Linked DNA regions of Mus musculus: region 2 is linked to region 1. A link is a contact called in public HiChIP or PLAC-seq data. All regions are on one chromosome and are shown on one strand. Each heading gives the region's core, a stretch centred on a gene start, on an enhancer-like site or on the middle of the called end of the contact. The rest is flanking DNA. Distances are from core to core; before and after follow the strand shown. Region 1 overlaps Gm51701 (a long non-coding RNA gene). Region 2 holds the start of Ccr1l1 (chemokine (C-C motif) receptor 1-like 1).

What was found. HiChIP or PLAC-seq counts read pairs in DNA pulled down with a chosen protein or histone mark.
Region 2: a contact with region 1 is called in an H3K27ac HiChIP or PLAC-seq map of microglia, with 4 times the contacts expected there. The contact joins the promoter of Ccr1l1 here to the enhancer-like site in region 1. A contact is called at or near these places in 2 of 39 promoter capture datasets (the C10 cell line and the HPC-7 cell line), 3 of 15 datasets of contacts at CTCF or cohesin (CD8 T cells, large pre-B cells and pro-B cells), 9 of 484 Hi-C or Micro-C datasets (the Ba/F3 cell line, bone marrow-derived macrophages, cerebral cortex and 5 more), 15 of 115 datasets of contacts at active chromatin or transcription factors (the 230-238 cell line, CD8 T cells, DN3 thymocytes and 10 more) and 2 of 9 other capture datasets (bone marrow-derived macrophages and macrophages).

The regions. Positions count from the first base shown.
Region 1 is chr9:123,925,625-123,930,562 of GRCm38.p6, forward strand. Gm51701 (a long non-coding RNA gene) reads left to right here. Exons shown (of 2, transcript XR_003948284.1): 2 at 1,123-3,082. Among named protein-coding and RNA genes, the nearest start is that of Gm51701, 2.9 kb to the left of the region's middle. Within about 2 kb of position 2,612, at least 175 of the 459 cell types and tissues checked have an H3K27ac peak or open chromatin away from gene starts, as enhancers often do. A contact at or near this core is called in the 230-238 cell line, the Ba/F3 cell line, CD8 T cells and 14 more, where this site is marked.
Region 2 is chr9:123,984,381-123,989,318 of GRCm38.p6, forward strand. Ccr1l1 (chemokine (C-C motif) receptor 1-like 1) reads right to left here and starts at 2,335. Exons shown (of 2, transcript NM_007718.4): 1 at 2,224-2,335.

The DNA.
Region 1 (4,938 bases), core at 1,362-3,861:
AGGCAGGGGGTTGATGCTGAGTGATTGTTTGAGGCGGGGGAATGACTGTGAGTGAGTTTCCGAGGCAGGGAGATGACCTGGATTGAATGTGTGAGGCAGGGGGATGACGCTGAGTGACTGTGTGAGGCAGGGGGATGACTGTGAGTGAGTATCTGAGGCAGGGGGATGACCTGGATTGAACGTGTGAGGCAGGGGTAGGACGCTGTATGACTGTGTGAGGCAGCGCATGAATGTGAGTGATTTTCTGAGGCAGAGGGATAACTGTGTTTGAGTCTCTGAGGCAGGGGAATGATGCTGATTGAATGCGAGAGGCAGGGGCATGAAAATGAGGCAGGGGATGAAGCTGAGTGAATGTATGAGGCAGGGGTTTAACTGTGAGTGAGTTTCTGAGGCAGGGGGATGACTGTTAGTGTGTTTCTGAGGCAGGGGGATGACCCTGAGTGAGTGTGTGAGGCAGGTGGATGGCACTGATTGTGTGTGTGAGGCAGGGGGATGACTGTGAGTGAATTTCTGAGGCAGGGGAATGACTGTGAGTGATTTTCTGAGGCAGGGGGATGACCATGAGTGAGTGTGTGTGAATAAAATAATAAAATAAATAAAATGCAAACACAACACCAGGGCAGGCGGCCCAGTGTGGGTGTCACAGCTGTTTTTGCTCTTTGGAGTCTTTTGTTTATTCCTGCAATTTCCGTTTTTCCCACCAGAGGGAGACTGTCGCTTTTTTAAAGGACAATTCCTTCCTTTTCGCATGTCAGGCACACAGCTCTGAGAGTTGTTGTACCTTGTTAGTCGGTTGATCTTAACTACAGTGTGTTTAAGTACAAACTACACACCAGGTTTTGAAGATAGTAGAATAAAAATGCAGACCGTCCTTTTAGTCTATATAATAAACTAGTTACATGTTAACATATGTTAGGTATGTTAAATATAGCATTAATTTAACTTATTCCCCACATCGACTCCCCTCCCCTCATCGCTCAGAGATTGAACCCTGGGCCTTGCGTATACTTGCAAATACTCTACCATCGAGTTACACCCTTTATCTATTTTAGATGTTTAACGACAGTGTGTCTAGAAAAGGATTTAAAAGTACATATGTGACTGATTTAATATTTCTATCAGATAGTGGCTCTTCCCAGTGTCAAACCCCAAAGTAACTCTGAAGACCATCAAGGATCCAAGGCATCCGTTTGAAGAGGAGCAGGTGGAGAGGAGACTGTGGTGGAGACCGGCCAGCAACACAACCCCACTTAACCCACAATGGGCTCTGGAGTTTTCTTTACTGACACCTTGCGTGTCATTTCTTCCTCTTTGGTGCTGGAATTCTCGGGTTCCACAGAAGGCTCCGGGCTTATATTATTTCACTTGATCAGCAAGGTTCACCATCCCAGGTCTCTCTTGACCTTGAAGACTGGCAGTGGGCTACTTAGAACTTTTGGCTTCCTTTTTTTGTTTGTTTGTTTTTTGTTTTTCGAGACAGGGTTTCTCTGTGTAGTCCTGGCTGTCCTGGAACTCACTCTGTAGACCAGGCTGGCCTCGAACTCAGAAATCCGCCTGCCTCTGCCTGGGTGCTGGGACCAAAGGCGTGCGTCACCACGCCCCGGCGATGTGGCTTTCTTTTCTAAAACCCTTTGACTCGCTCAATTCACTTGTGCCTGGGGATTATAGTGACTCTTAACGGAATGTGTTCAAGGATGAAAAGACAGAACCAGTAGGACTGGCTGGTTGTTACTCAGTAGCCATCACATTCTGCTTCCTCCCGAGAGCTCAAATAGCCTGTAGCCCCGCCTGTGCAGGGGTGATTGACATTCATATGACCAGTGAGTAACTGGATATCGTGTGCATTTCAAAAGCTCCCTTAGCACCTATTCAAGAGTAACCTCGCGAATCAACAACGGGGGACCTGTGAGGCAAGGTCAGAGTTGTAGGCAGTGATCCTCGGTGCGAGGCCGGCCCCACAGCCCTCGTTGGGCACAGCTGGCAGCACTGTAGCTGTGAGAGTCAGTGGTCATTTCACGTGTGGCGCCAGTGGAGGTCCAGTGGCACAGGGACTTGAGTCAATTATTTTGTTTAGGTGGAGAGAACCGTGCATGTGGAGGCAGATGTTTCCCCAAGCAAGGGAAAACAGAATCTGGGTCACTTCTGTTCTCAGAGATTGCCAGTGAGAGGAGCTGAGCTGGTGGCCCATCCATCTTGCTTGGGAATGGCTTCAGTGTCCCCCAACCTGACCTCTCTCATCTGCAGTCAATTGAAGAACTGGTGAACGATCAGCCTTTGCTCTGGGGTCCCACTGTGCGTCCTCTGTTGCTGTCTCTGAGCTTACTTTTCATTTGCATGATGAGCATATTACATATAAATAGTAAAAATCACCATGGGACATCAGGACTTAAACAGGAAGCATGTATTGTGTCATACAGTCTTGTGTGTTGGGAATTTGAGACATCTTAGTGGGGTCGTTTCACTACAGTCTCTCTCGGACGAGGGAGAACGTCTACTCCGTCATTAGGAGATTTGGCTGGAGGTGGGGCTTAATTGCTTTCAGGTGTTCATGCCTCCGGCTGCTCGCAGAGACCTCACTTCCTCATCTCACGAGTCTCTCCACTACTGCCTCAGAGTCCTGTGACATGACCGCAAGCAACAGCAATGCGTGACAGCAAGACAGTAAACTTCTTTCTATACTCTAAGGTCAGCCTGACTCAAGGAAATGACTACCAGGAAGTCTAAGCTACCGTGGACCATCATGAACGCTATGAACACAGTGGACTAATATCAGTTCTGTTCATTGAATCCCAATGTTTTTCATTTGTTTGTTTTGAGACAGGGTGTCCTAGGCTGGCTTCAAACCGCTACTGCTCCCTGAGTGCTGGAACTAAACCACATTTGGTTTGTGCAGTGCTGAGGATGGAACTCGGGGCTCTGCTGGTAATAGACAAGCACTCTACCAACCGAATTACATCAACAGTCCCATTGTGAGGCTTTGTGTACATACTCTGTGTTAGACTCCCCCCTCCCCCCACTATGACACATAGTGAAATGTGTTCTGAGAGGAACAAATTAAAGAGAGAATTTGTTTTGGGTCACAGTTTCAGATGCTTAGTTCCTGACCCTTTGCCGTGTTTCTAGATCTTCAGTGAGGTGGAACACCGTGGTGGCAGGAGTATACGGCAGATACTGTTCACCCCATAGTGGCCAGAAGTCAAAGAAGGAGACAGGAAGGACACAAAGGGGAAGGGGTAAAAGATACATCCTTCAGGGGCACACCCTAAACGACCTGCTTCTCTTATCTGGATCCCACTTCCTGTTTTGGCTGTCTCCTAAGAATGCTCTCATATTACGAATCTACCAAGGAAGGAGTCCAGGATCTGAAGGTTCCAATTCCTTCTCAAATGCCCATTGTCTCGACACCTAAGATTCTGTAGTGTCTGTTTGTGGAAGGCATTTCGTATTCAAACCTTAAAGCCACTGCAGAGCAAACCCACAGTCAGAGGGTGTGGTTGCTAAAAACAGCCGCTAAGGGGACTGCTGGAGCTGGGCTCTGAGGAGGAAGTACCACAAAGGGCTCAGGGACAGACAACTAAGAAGTTTCGAAGCTAGTGTCTTCTAGCTTTCTCTGCTGTTTCCATGTGAACAAATTACGATGACTTAGGAAATCTTTCCATCGCACTTGAGTGCACACCAAAGGCTGGTTTTGATAATTCGTTAGTGTTCTCTCTAAATTTCAGGCATTCTAGAAGGTGTGGTCCAAGACGGAGACTGACACGTATTAGCACGGAGCTCCGAGACTCCAAAGGGATTGAGTGCACTTTGTGACTGTCAACAGGTTCCATTATCAAGACTTTGCAAGACTCCATGTAATTTCTCAAATCTTGTATTGATTCCTTAAAATAGTCACACAGAGGAAGTTTTATGAATTTTTGATGTTTTTGTAATGATAAAGTACTTTTTAAAAATAGAAAATGGGGTTTCTTTTTTGTAGCCCTGGACATCTGGAACTTACTATGTATATCAGGCTAGAATATGCATAAAATTTGATTTTGAGTTTTTCCTGGTTAATTTTTGCATACTCCTCTATAGTAATGTACTGATTATCCCAGCTGTGTAGTAAATTACTCCACATAATAGATATAATAGCACCCATTCTATTCTAATTATGGTTTTATAGAATAGGATTCAGGAAAGCTGGGCTGTTCACCTGTGGGATTTCCCCCTCTTTTCTGTCCTTGCGTCCCCTTTCCTTTTCTTCCCTTCCTGCCCTTTCTTTCCTTCCTTCCTTCCTTCTTTCTTTCTTTCTCTCTCTCTCTCTCTCTCTCTTTCTCTCTTTCTCTTTCTCTCTTCCTGGCAAAAGCCTTACCATCTCCCTGCACAAGTATGCTCCTGCCAAGTTCATCCATCTGTGGGTTTTCTTACACGGTAACAGTAGAATGTCAACTGAATCATCATTATCTGCCAGCCAGAGTGAATTAGATGTCCAAATTGGCGTACTTCCAGGCTACCAGGGACCTTTGTCAGAAAGACTATCATTAAGAAAACAAATAACAACAGATGCTGGTGAAAAGGTGGGGGAAAGAGAGTTGTATACATTTTTAGTGGGAGTGTTATCATTAAGAAAACAGCAGATGACCCAGAGGCTCACCCACCATGAGCCACTATGATATACAAATATGTAGCGTAAAGATGGGAAAGAAAGAGACTTGGAATGGTTTGAGCGGTATGAAGAGAGGCAGAACTGGAGATGTGAGGGTGGAGCGGAATAACCTAATGTGTGTAGCCTGTTTTGCTACCTGAGGCCATGATAAAGCCCTGGCCTATGATACTGCTGCTGAGGGCCATGTCTAGGTCCATGACCAGGTAGCAGCAGGGGTCTCTGTTGATTTCTGTGGTTCATTTTACAACCAAAGTCTATGCAGAGGACCCTGGTCTGTCTGCTGCCTGGGACCA
Region 2 (4,938 bases), core at 1,085-3,584, 58 kb after region 1:
TGAGTGAGTAGGGGAACACTCTCATACAGGCAAAAAGGAGGGGGAGGGCAGAAGTGGGATGGGAGGGTACCGGAGGGGTAACCGAGAAGTGGGATATCATGGGATGAGGGTTTGGTGGAGGTGGTAACTGGCAAGTGGGATATCATTTGAGATGTAAACGAATGGAATGATTAATAAAAAAAAAGCTACAGTTAATATCTATCAGCTGCATTTATGTCCACAGGTTATTATTTAGAGTTTTCTGTTTTTTCCTTAATTCTCCAATATTAACTCTGACCACCTTGCTTCCTATTTCACTGAGAAAATAGGATCTAAACTTCCAGTTTCTTTGCTACCAGTTCCTCTTTATGGTATCATTTGACTCTGTCTTCAGTCTTGATTCATAGATTAATCCTACATACTTCAGTCTAACTCTTGTTCATTTTGTGCAGGATTCCAGTCTGTCTCACCCATTCATGGCCACAATATAATAGTTTTCCAGTCTTACTAGTTCTTACAATACCTTAATGGATTGTTCTTATGAGCACACACACATATGCTTACTTCTGTTTTAAGCAAGCATGCAAACATCAAAAAAAAAAAAAGAGAAGAATAAGAAAAAAAGCAATTCTCTCTTGATGCTACTTCCATCTCTAGGCATTTATTCCCCACTCTCCTTCACAATAGTTACTTGAAAGAGTTGTCTTTATTTTTGTTCACTCCCCTAGTTTCTGTTCTTTCTAGAACTGAATTTCTGTTGCTAGTTCCTGTTTAATGTCTTATCTTGAAGCCTTGAGTGCCCCAGGCACAGTCCTTGGGCCCTTACTTCCTCCATATCTAAGGATATGCTGTTTTTTCTGTAAGGTAGTCTTTAAATGGCTTTTGGTAAAATAGAATTTGTGGCTCCTTCCTTGCTTAATTTATCAGTACTTAGCATACAAAAATTTAATTACTTGTTTACTGTTTTTCAGTGAACTTGAGTTGTGAGAAGCTGGAATGGTCTCCTGCTTATAATTGTAGCTCACATGATTATGTATCAAGAGGCACATTTAAATGATTAAAAATTTCAAGTTGGAAGTTTGGCTGTAAGCAGCTGTGCAGTTCCAGCTGAGACTCAGACTCCCTCCATACAGTCTTCTCACCTTGCCCTATTCAGATAATCTTCACTTGGGGTAGTCATATGGCTTTTTCCCTCAACAGCCGGTATACATGAGGAAGCTTGAACAGACACTGTGAGCAAACAATCACTTGGAAGGAAATTCTCTAGGTGGATATAAGTAACAGAAAAGTATAAGTATGTAAACCTGTAGGAATAACAACCTATGGACTGTGACTCCTTTGGAGGTCAAATGACCCCTTCCACAGAGATCCCACATCAGATATCCTGCATATCAGATATTTACATCACAATTCATAACAGTAGAAAAATTACAGTTATTAAGTAACAATGAAAATAATTTTATGGTTGGGGGTCACGACAACATGAACTGTAATAAAGGATTGAAGCATTAGAAAGGACGAGAACCACTGCATTAGAGCATTTTAAAAACTATCAAGACAGGAAAAAAAGTTAGGTAGTGGTATTGAATGGGTGAAATAGGCTGGGATCATGCACAGAATGGAAGAGAGGGAATTAGATTGGCATAAAAGGCTGAGGAAGAAACCATAAATTCGCTGTATTTATTATCTGTGATCCCTTTCGTTACCTGTTTGCCTGTCTGGCCTCTAGTCCCTCAGAGTAACTTTGGGCAGGGTGCAGGCTGAGATCTACAATGACTTACCTAACAAAGAAAATAGATGAATAGGCATTGCTTATTACAGGTTTCTTTCTACTTTAATAGACACCCCTCCACTGTACACATATGTACACTATGCTGTATCTGCCCTGGCTGTGCCCACTGCAAAGCAGTGTTGAGTCTAGGACCAGTTCCTCCTTTTAAGTCTCTAGTTATAGCAAGATACACAAAGCAAACACAGGGGGGCAGAATCAGAGAGCTTATGAATATAGGAAGAGCACAGTACTGGCTCTCAGCTTTCAGTCTTTCTTTCCTGCGTTGTATGATGGCTCCCACTTGCAAAGGGCACAGAATAGAAGCATAGAGCAGCAAAGGTTTGAGCTTGTGGCTACTTATCAGAACAACACATTGTAGCCTGATTCTAGTGAGCAGCAGGGAGGAAAGAAGAGTCTGATAAAATGGTCCTTTGTACCCCAAGCTCAAGATTCAGACAGTCTAGTGTACGTACCTGAAAATTATCTGTGATATACCTGGATCCTGCTGTAGCTGGTGTCTGCTTCCCTTTATCTCAAGTATGTCACGTCTCTGAAGTGTGTGTGTCCTCCAGACATGAGCAATATGAATCAGACAAAGCCAGGAGCTAGTGTTAATCCAGGTGACGTTGTGGTTCAACAGTGTCATTGTCACCTGGGGGCTAGCTGGACATATGGGCTGCTGGGTCCAACCCCTCTCATGGGGAGGAGCTGTCTTAAGAATCTCACTAAGTGACCCTAAAAATTCCACCAGAGAACTCCTAAACCTGATAAACAGCTTCGGTGAAGTAGATGGATATAAAATTAACTCAAACAAGTCAATGGCCTTTCTCTACACAAAGAATAAACAGGCTGAGAAAGAAATTAGGGAAACAACACCCTGCTCAATAGTCACAAATAATATAAAATATCTCGGTGTGACTCTAACTAAGGAAGTGAAAGATCTGTATGACAAGAACTTCAAGTCCTTTAAGAAAGAAATTAAAGAAGATCTCAGAAGATGGAAAGATCTCCCATGCTCATGGATTGGCAGGATCAACATTGTAAAAATGGCTATCTTGCCAAAAGCAATCTACAGATTCAATGCAATCCCCATCAAAATTCCAACTCAATTCTTCAACGAATTAGAAGGAGCAATTTGCAAATTCATCTGGAATAACAAAAAACCTAGGATGGCAAAAACTCTTCTCAAGGATAAAAGAACCTCTGGTGGAATCACCATGCCTGACCTAAAGCTTTACTACAGAGCAATTGTGATAAAAACTGCATGGTACTGGTATAGAGACAGACAAGTAGACCAATGGAATAGAATTGAAGACCCAGAAATGAACCCACACACCTATGGTCACTTGATCTTTGACAAGGGAGCTAAAACCATCCAGTGGAAGAAAGACAGCATTTTCAACAAATGGTGCTGGCACAACTGGTTGTTATCATGTAGAAGATTGCGAATTGATCCATTCCTATCTCCTTGTACTAAGGTCAAATCTAAGTGGATCAAGGAACTTCACATAAAACCAGAGACACTGAAACTTATAGAGGAGAAAGTGGGGAAAAGCCTCGAAGATATGGGCACAGGGGAAAAATTCCTGAACAGAACAGCAATGGCTTGTGCTGTAAGATCGAGAATCGATAAATGGGACCTAATGAAACTCCAAAGTTTCTGCAAGGCAAAAGACACCGTCAATAAGACAAAAAGGCCACCAACAGATTGGGAAAGGATCTTTACCTATCCTAAATCAGATAGGGGACTAATATCCAACATATATAAAGAACTCAAGAAGGTGGACTCCAGAAAACCAAATAACCCCATTAAAAAATGGGGCTCAGAACTGAACAGAGAATTCTCACCTGAGGAATACCGAATGGCTGAGAAGCACCTGAAAAAATGTTCAACATCCTTAATCATCAGGGAAATGCAAATCAAAACAACCCTGAGATTCCACCTCACACCAGTCAGAATGGCTAAGATCAAAAATTCAGGTGACAGCAGATGCTGGCGTGGATGTGGAGAAAGATGAACACTCCTCCATTGTTGGTGGGATTGCAAGCTTGCACAACCACTCTGGAAATCAGTCTGGCGGTTCCTCAGAAAATTGGACATAGTACTACCGGAGGATCCAGCAATACCTCTCCTGGGCATATATCCAGAAGATGCCCCAACTGGTAAGAAGGACACATGCTCCACTATGTTCATAGCAGCCTTATTTATAATAGCCAGAAGCTGGAAAGAACCCAGATGCTCCTCAACAGAGGAATGGATACAGAAAATGTGGTGCATCTACACAATGGAGTACTACTCAGCTATTAAAAAGAATGAATTTATGAAATTCTTAGCCAAATGGATAGACCTGGAGGGCATCATCCTGAGTGAGGTAACCCAATCACAAAAGAACTCACACAATATGTACTCACTGATAAGTGGATATTAGTCCAAAACCTACGATACCCAAGATATAAGATACAATTTCCTAAACACATGAAACTCAAGAAAAATGAAGACTGAAGTGTGGACACTATGCCCCTCCTTAGAATTGGGAACAAAACACCCATGGAAGGAGTTACAAAGTTTGGAGCTGAAACGAAAGGATGGACCATGTAGAGACTGCCTTATCCAGGGATATACCCCATAATAAGCTTCCAAACGCTGACACCATTGCATACACTAGCAAGATTTTATTGAAAGGACCCAGATGTAGCTGTCTCTTGTGAGACTATGCCGGGGCCTAGCAAACACAGAAGTGGATGCTCACAGTCAGCTAATGGATGGATCACAGGGCCCCCAATGGAGGAGCTAGAGAAAGTAGCCAAGGAGCTAAAGGGATCTGCAACCCTATAGGTGGAACAACATTATGAACTAACCAGTACCCCGGAGCTCTTGACTCTAGCTGCATATGTATCAAAAGATGGCCTAGTCGGCCATCACTGGAAAGAGAGGCCCATTGGACACTCAAACTTTATATGCCCCGGTACAGGGCCAAAAAGTGGGAGTGGGTGGGTAGGGGAGTGGGGGTGGGTGGGTATGGGGGACTTTTGGTATAGCATTGGAAATGTAAATGAGCTAAATACCTAATAAAAAACGGAAAAGAAAAAAAAAAGAATCTCACTAAGTGCTTTGTTTTATGCTAGACATTGAGAACCTCATCAGACTTTTGCTCTTGAGTGATGCCAGTCAGAAACACAGACTGTCC